2 separate regions of the Mus musculus genome follow, and region 1 is linked to region 2. The links are chromatin contacts, called in public Hi-C maps. All regions are on one chromosome and are shown on one strand. The core of a region is the stretch at or near the end of the contact, and the rest is flanking DNA. Distances in the headings are between cores, read along the strand shown. Region 1 overlaps Kcnma1 (potassium large conductance calcium-activated channel, subfamily M, alpha member 1). Region 2 overlaps Kcnma1 (potassium large conductance calcium-activated channel, subfamily M, alpha member 1).

What was found. A called contact is a pair of places that touch in the nucleus more often than the background predicts.
Region 1: a Hi-C map of the N1E-115 cell line shows a contact between it and region 2, with 1.6 times the contacts expected there. The contact joins two enhancer-like sites. A contact is called at or near these places in 3 of 484 Hi-C or Micro-C datasets (the N1E-115 cell line, muscle stem cells and nephron progenitors) and 1 of 115 datasets of contacts at active chromatin or transcription factors (large pre-B cells).

Annotation. Positions count from the first base shown.
Region 1 is chr14:23,896,775-23,900,502 of GRCm38.p6, reverse strand. The region is part of intron 1 of Kcnma1 (potassium large conductance calcium-activated channel, subfamily M, alpha member 1); the gene reads left to right. Among named protein-coding and RNA genes, the nearest start is that of Kcnma1, 110 kb to the left of the region's middle. Within about 2 kb of position 2,357, at least 16 of the 459 cell types and tissues checked have an H3K27ac peak or open chromatin away from gene starts, as enhancers often do. A contact at or near this core is called in the N1E-115 cell line, where this site is marked.
Region 2 is chr14:23,702,908-23,706,880 of GRCm38.p6, reverse strand. All of the region lies in intron 2 of Kcnma1 (potassium large conductance calcium-activated channel, subfamily M, alpha member 1), which reads left to right. Among named protein-coding and RNA genes, the nearest start is that of Gm51422, 55 kb to the right of the region's middle. Within about 2 kb of position 1,625, at least 9 of the 459 cell types and tissues checked have an H3K27ac peak or open chromatin away from gene starts, as enhancers often do. A contact at or near this core is called in the N1E-115 cell line, where this site is marked.

The sequences.
Region 1 (3,728 bases), core at 1,108-3,607, 190 kb before region 2:
AAATGAGAATGGGGAGGCTCTCTTTCAGAGGTTTTCCTCCCCTTCGCTCACCTCTCCTACCCACTCGGGAGAGTTTCCGATCTGTACAGCCACACTGGAACACAGAAACGTGATGAGGCCGGAGTGGAAAGTTCTGTAGGCATCCCGTCCACTGAGAAAAGCAGGAGAGGGAAAGGAAGGGAGGAGAGGCGTCAAGAACTCCAGCTTTGTTCAATGCTCTTTAGAAATGTCTGACTCCTTCATGTCTCATGCATTGTGTAGCTTCTGTGTGTGTGTGTGTGTGTGTGTGTGTGTGTGTGTGTTTGAGCCTGTCAGAGGCACTGGACACAGCCGAGAGTAATGCAGACAGTCCTGCCTTGGAGAGCTTGGGGTTCCAGTGGTAGGAACAGGGTAAAAAAGACAAGATGTGGTCCATGGGGAAGACACAAAGGGACCCCTGAAACAGGAATGGGGAGCACTGAACATACGAGGATGCCTTTGCGTCCCATAAGCTATTGTGAGGGCTACTGTGGTCAGAGGAGGAAGCAAGCCTGAGAGTGCTGAGGTAAGATGGTGTTGTAGGGCAGCAGGATGGAATCTCCTTCAATGGAGAGATTAGCTCAATATGTGTCACTTGTAAAATCTGGTCTCCCCAGAACCCTTGGCTGTATGGGGTTCTCTTCGGGCTGGGGTTCAGAGATCATTTGCTTTTTGATTGAGTTACTTGGTTCTGCTTGGAGCTGCACCTGTGATCCACAGGCTCTGGGTCTGGCTGCAGGGTTGGGAGATGGAACACTCCACCCTTCCTTGTGTGGTTCCCAGCTGGTGGGTGCTTAAGTGGATGCGTGGGCCCTGGAAGTAGGGTATGTACAGGAGGATCTGATGGTGCGGCTGCTGAGTGCTGGGATGGGGAGGAGCCAGTCTTGAGTAGGGGCCAGCATGAGGCGAGGCGAGCCCTGGGACTTGGGCCATGGCACCTACAGTGTGATTTGTGATGATTCCCCTTAGGTTTGTTTCCAACCTTCAAGTAAGTGGAGCCATGATTGCTGGCTGTCATCTTGGTTTAGAGCTGTATGTTTAGACTACAGCCAGGAAGACCTCCCTAAGGAGAAATAGAGGAGAAGGAAGTCTTCTGATCTTCCTAGGACCACTGACACCCTACTCTGCTTCACAGGGAACAAACTCAGGTTCTGCAAATAGATTGGTGTTCTTGGCACAGTTAGTTTTTTGTTTGTTTGTTTGTTTTTTAAATTCATCATTTCCATTTATGGACCAAAGTTTTTGGATACAATATCTGGGTTGTTCACTTTTCTAACAAAAATGATTGAAGATCTGCACAGATGGCCTGCATCCCTTCACGGCATCTTGACTAATAGGCACAACAGTTGCAAGTTACCCTTTGCCCCCATGCCTTTAAAAAACACTGTCTTTGGATTAGGGAAACAAATGTGGGCCTTCTGTATATTCTCACAAATGTCTCCTTAGCTCCAGAGTTCTGCTGACAGCCCAGATGGGAGCCAGCACTCTTTGGCCTCTATGCTGAAGAGTCCCAGTGAGTCCCTTCTGAGGTCAGAAAGAAGCAGATAGGGGCAGAGCTTCAGGCCGCGTCCCTGAACAACATAGAGAACATGTCTCCCATGTCTGTAACAATGGCTTCTACATGTGGGTGCATGGGATAAAGATCAGAGGTCAAGGACATCCAAAAGGCTAAGCACAGGGAATTGGAAGATGCAAAAGCAGTATAGAGGTGGTGCAGCTTTGCAGGGGCAGGTCTCCTTTGTTCCTAGCGCATGCTCCCCAGCTTCTCTTTTGCCTTGTTCTGCTCATTAAGCTGGTACCTAGTGTTTATTGGGAGGAATAGCAAAGGTCTGACACCTGTTAGCCCTGAGCATCTTAGATTACTTCCCTTCCCACATCCAGGATCTCACCTTGCCCAACCTACCTGAGGTTTTCTAAACTGCAGTGTTAGGAAAGGCAGAAAGCTTCAAGGGCCTGCCTTGGGCACCCACTTCCTTTCTAGCTGATCCAGGCCCTAAAGAGGATACCAAAGCCACACTCTTGGGGTGACCTGGTCTAATGTGACTCCACAAAAATCCTGTGGCAGAAGAGTGGGCAGCTTGGGTGGGTGGGCATGGAGAATGACTTTTGTTCCCTTGTTGGTACGTCCAGGATTGACTCTCTGTCTATTTCTTCCCCTGAGACTTGGCTAGTTCCAAAGGACAGAATAACATGCCTTGGGGTAGAGTGGGGGCTGCTGGACCTCAGACAGAAGCACTGTCTTTCCCTCTGAACCTCGCAGAGAGCCTGATGTACCAGGGTATACCGAGGGGAAGCCCCGTATTGCTCACTGATGTTATCAGGAGGCTTCTAGCCTGCGTGCCAGGCAGGTAAATTGATTTTTTTTTTCAGTCTGTGGAACATCTAAAGATAGGCAAACTGGTGTGTGCTGCTAGCATTGAGAATGACAGGCCATCTGTGAATCACAAGCCCGCCCACTGAGGTTGTGCAGGGCCCAGGCTGGTGGCAGGAAGGAAGCTCTGCTAGAAGTAGCCAGATGCAGGTGGGTGCCACTCAAGGATTGGGGTGGGGGTGGAGGGTGGGGAGAGGGAGTCAGCCTTGCTGGTGAATCTGGGATCCCCATTCTGGTTCCCAGGAGGATGCTCAGCGGCTCAACAGTACTGGAGCTACAGTAGTCAAGTGCTGTGTGTGCTGTGCAGCTTCCGTAGCTGGATAGAACAGGGTAGCCCCAGCAGGGGTGAAGCCTCCATGTGGCTCTCTTGCTGGTTCAAAGGCCTCACATAGCCAGCCTATGGCTGCTTGTTTTATTCCATGATGCCTTTCTGTCTTTGAACCATTTGGCTAGTTCTTAGGAGGACTTTATGTTTTTTCAGGGATTTCTCACTCCCCTGCGCCCCCCCCCCCCCATACAGGCAACACACACCAAGTTCCTTCTAGGCACTGGGCAAAGTACTAGATACAGCGCATGCCACAGAACATTAGGCAGCAGTGTGTGTGTGTGGGGGTGGCTTTTTGGTGGCAATGTCAGTTTCTATTAACCTCTGGAAAGACAGCCAGCAAGGTATGGAGTAATGGAAAATATTTCCTGACGGTGGGAAAGGCCTCTCTGAGGAAGAGATATCTGGAAAGGAAGCCAGCCCAGTAGAAATTGGAGGGAAGAATCTCTCAGTAGAACCAGTCTGTACAAAGGTCCTGAGGTAGGATGGAAAGCAGTTGCTCTTTTCACACTGCACAGACACATCTCTGAGTGAAGTGTGCAGCCCATGGTGCTATGCTAGGAGGTTTCCAGGGGCTGTTTTTATAGATCTTTGTAGGCAACAGTAAGGAGGTTGGCTGTCCATGTCAGTACTAGGAGCACTGTTGGAGGGTTTTAGCCATGCATGCAACCTCGTTAGAGCTTGTTAAATCTCAGTCTGTAGCCGTGAACCTGAAAAGCAGGCAGGACAGGCATGGAAGCAGAACTCCAAAGCAGAATACTGCCCGGTCCTGGGGGGAGGGAATAGAGGAACAGGGGCTCAGGATCAAACTGAAGCCATCTCAACCTGTATAGCAGCCCCACTGGAGGAAGAAACAGGTCCTCAAAGGACCAAGGACGTGCTCCAGATTGCACCTATCATCTTAGCTTAAGGACTTCCTTGTCTTTCTTGTCTTAGCGTGGGGTCTCAGGATGCTAGGTTGCCTTGATTGTCAGACAGGTGTTAGCAAGGAGCCATCCCTGGGAAGGATGACTG
Region 2 (3,973 bases), core at 376-2,875:
GCAGGAGAGATATCAACAACAGGACCAGGCTGCCTGGAGAGGCTGTCCTAAATAGGAACCATGATTTCTTCCAGGATGCATTTAGTTTGGACTCAGGTTGGAGAGCATATGAAAAGACTGGGTATGGTCCAGAGATGTATTTTTCATGTCAAATGCTTAAAGTCTCTAGGTAGCTCTAGGCACCATGGAATAATGGATAGCTTAGCTACACCTTGAAGATTCCTCCATAAGCACATTTCATGCTATTCCCCTGTATGTCTGTGTCACAGTGGTCCCCTGAGGTAGTTCCATCTCTTCCTAGCCCAGGTAGTCTGAAGTTATTCACCTGTGGCCCTACATAGGTGGGGATACTGTGGCTATTTTCTGGTGACTTTATCTTCTTGTGAGATGTGAGTGACAAACATGCAATTACTAGACACAAATAAAGAGAATAGAATTGCCAAAGTAAAATCGAACTTAAGTGAGGTCGATGTGTAGAGGTCTGATAGAAATGCCCCTGGAGCTCTGGAAAGACAGAATTTGGAAGCATGGAAGATATTGACCCTGAATCAGCCTAGTACATCTTTGTTTAGTAGTGCAGCAGATTCAAACAGCCTCTCCTTGCAGCCTGCCCTGCAGCCAATGAACCTGGAGCCTCCTGCAATATTTGAAAAGAGAAGAAGACAGTGGATTTTCTTTATGTGTCATTTTACAGACTAAAAGAGGATGAATGTCTCATGTTGGTCTGGCCAGGCCAATTTCATACCAACCTGGCTTCTCAATGGCTTCCAGCTCTGGCCTTGGTTGCTGAGTTGTTTCCAAGCACATTGCTCTTTGGGAGTAATCTGCTGTATTGTTGGTGCAACATCCGTTTTGCATAAACTGAGGCAGATAGCTCTGGACAGCCTAACCTGTGAGATGCCACCACTGTTCATCTGGTCCCCTAGCCCAGGCCACTACCACTGCTTGTGTAGGCAGCTGTGATGGTAGGCTAGAAGCCTGGTGACATTTCCTCCTAGCAGTCCCCTCCCCCCTTCCTGGCAAGAGCATCTTTCTTGCAGCAACAGTAAGGATCTGTCTAAGATGCTTTTCTGGTCACATTAATTTCCGTCTGAAAGCTTGCCAGTTGTCCCCTTTGTGCTTAGAAGAAAATCTTTGTCGTGCAAATCCTTAGGAAAGGAAATCTACAGAAAGAGAATCTTACAGGTTTTACATGACTTGCCTGACCCAGGTTTTTTTCTGTGTTGGGTTGGGTTTTTTTCTGTGTTGCTGCTGTGAAGTTCCACTCCTGGGGGTCACTGGATTTGTGGAAGCTCCCCTTTCCGTCTTTGTACTAGTTTTGCTTATCTCCCTCCAGTTTGCCCTTTAAGAAAATCACTACCAGCACGGCAGATTGGCCATTCCTGTTCATGGTGTCTGACCTGTTTCTGTACTGGTTTTTGTTTTTGTTTTTGTTTTTGGTTTTGGTTTTTTTTGGTCTGTTTAACAGTCTATCTATCTGCTATGGTTTATATCTGGACAGTTTCCCAAAGTCCTGTGAGTAAAAGGCTTGGCTTCTTGCCCATGATGGTACTGGAGGAATTGAAGCCATGTAGGGTGTGCCCTTGAAGAACATTGTGAGACTCTGATGTCTGTCTCTATCTCTGTCTCTATCTGTCCCTTCATCTACATGTCTTGCTTGTGCCACGATTTGAGTAGCTTGTCCTATCCCAGGCCCGTGAGCACTGGGTCCAATTATACACATATTGAAAACTCTAAAACATTAGAAGCCTTTTCTTGTATAAGTTGATTTTCTCAAAGTGTTTTGGTATAGTAAGAGAAAGCTGAGTAGCACACTGTGTCTTCTCATGCATGAGAGCTGTCTGGGAACAACCACACTTGGATCTTGATTTACATTCTTGTACATTATACTCTACCCTCAGGTCTAAGACCACAAGAAAGACAGCTCTGGAGATGTTGCTACAGGAGAATTCATAGATGGATTACCCACCCTGTTGCCTCCAACCCTTGCAGGATCTAAGGCCATGTTCACAGGATGCCAATAATCAAGAGACCTTCAGATTCTGAGCTTTCCTGGCAGGTTCTGCCATGCTTCCCACTGGCCAAGACCACCAGTGGCAAAATTAGCTCTAAGCAACTCAGCCAGATGTTTCCATCTGCAGAAGAGTATTATGCCTGCACTCATAGCAGAGGAAACTTTTTACTCATAAACAGAGCAAATTTATAGTGGAAATCAGTGGGAGGGAATAAATATGAATCCCCATGAAGTCATTTTGTGAGCTGCTTTATAGATTGTAATCACCCATTTAGAGTTTGCAGGCTATTAATTTTGTTTGGAGAGAACCTCAGGACTCTTGGGGGCAGAATTTATAACTCTGTTGTGTCACACTCATGGGTCTAGGCCTTGAACCCCTGAAAGGTTTGGAAAGAAATTAACAAGCTACCTCTGGAGGAGTTGGGGCTTCAGCATCCTTTTCCTGTGGTTCTCTTGGACATGGGTTTTAAAAACACACTTGCCCAGTGTATACTGTCTTTGTTTTGCCCCAGACTGTAGATTTCCCCCTGTGAGCTGAGGCTGTTAAGTTTTACTTTCAGCAAATTGTAGTAGGAATCTGTCTTTCGAGAACTGGGTGAGACCTATGGAAGAGCAGCCTGAGTCAAGCAGATCTGGGTGGACTCCAGCTAGGCTATTTGACTTAAGATTCCAAGATAAATTCACCGCTGTTAAATTTGTTCAAACGTCCCTTTCTTTATAAATAAGACCAGTGCCCCAGCCTCAAAAGTGATAACAAGGATAAAGGAGATGAAATAGGAAAAGCACTTAGTATTCAAAATGACTTAGTTCATACAGTGACGGAGCTGATTGGCGATTCAAAGTAAGTCTGGTAGAGCAGGAACAAAGGAGAATGTAAGAGCTATGATGCTGGTCCCCAACTGTGTCGCTGATGTGGTGGGTGACCTTGGCCATCATAGCCTCTCTGGTTCCAGATCTTTTGCATTAGTGAAATGAAATGTTTGGCTCAAATTGTCTCTGAGCGAATGGTGAGGCCAGTATTACCTTTGGGACCAGTTAGAGTTATAGATTCTAAGGCTCTATCCTATTCCCCTTGGGGCAGAACGGGCTCCATCTTCTGCATCTGGATGAGTTTTCCAGGTGGTTGTGGGCAGACTGAAGTCTGAGCGTCATCACTGTGATGACTCATTGTGGCTATGGTATTAGCTCTCTAGTTTTCCTGGTAGTGTCACTTCTAGAGCCTCTCTCCTTGGGGTCTTGGACCAAAACAGGAAGCGAAACACTATGCTAACCAAGATTCAGTTGAAGTTGGGCTCAAGAGGGCTTGATATTGTGTTGGAGTGTATAATCTCTACTTTCTGATTTCTCAGGGGGATGACCTCTGTCTCCACCTTGCCTTTAAAGTGACTTTAGATGAGGTAAAAACTCATCTGTCATTTGGAATGCACACTGACATGTGGGCCGTAAGGACGCTTGGGGGTGGGGCCACATATAACTATTATTATATGTGGGAGATGGGCTGTCTCCCTCAGTATCAACCTTAGTCTCATGATACCATTTTTCTTGAGACTCTATGTGAAGAGGTACAAGATGAGCAGTGAAGACTCAGGCCTGTGCTCTAGGACCTTGAACAAGTCCCTTTAACTCCAGTTCCCGATGCTGCCTCCTTATAATAGGAGGATTTGCATACTTTTTGCTACTGAGCCTTTTGAGTACCAAAACTGGATCAAATTCTGAGAACAGAGCAGAGAAAGGCAGCTGAATCCCGGCTCACATCTTTACCACTTCCTCTGGGCACTGTGCTTGCTGTGGGTTTTGATGAGAAGATACATAAGAGAAGTTATTGTAGCTGTTAGTGATCATCAGGTTATCTACTCCAAGTATATTAAGGAGCTAAGCCTTCTTGGGGATTTGCGATCCACTATGCCCTCCAACTTGTGCGTTCCCCTATCCTGTTTTGGGCTATAATTGTAGCTGTTT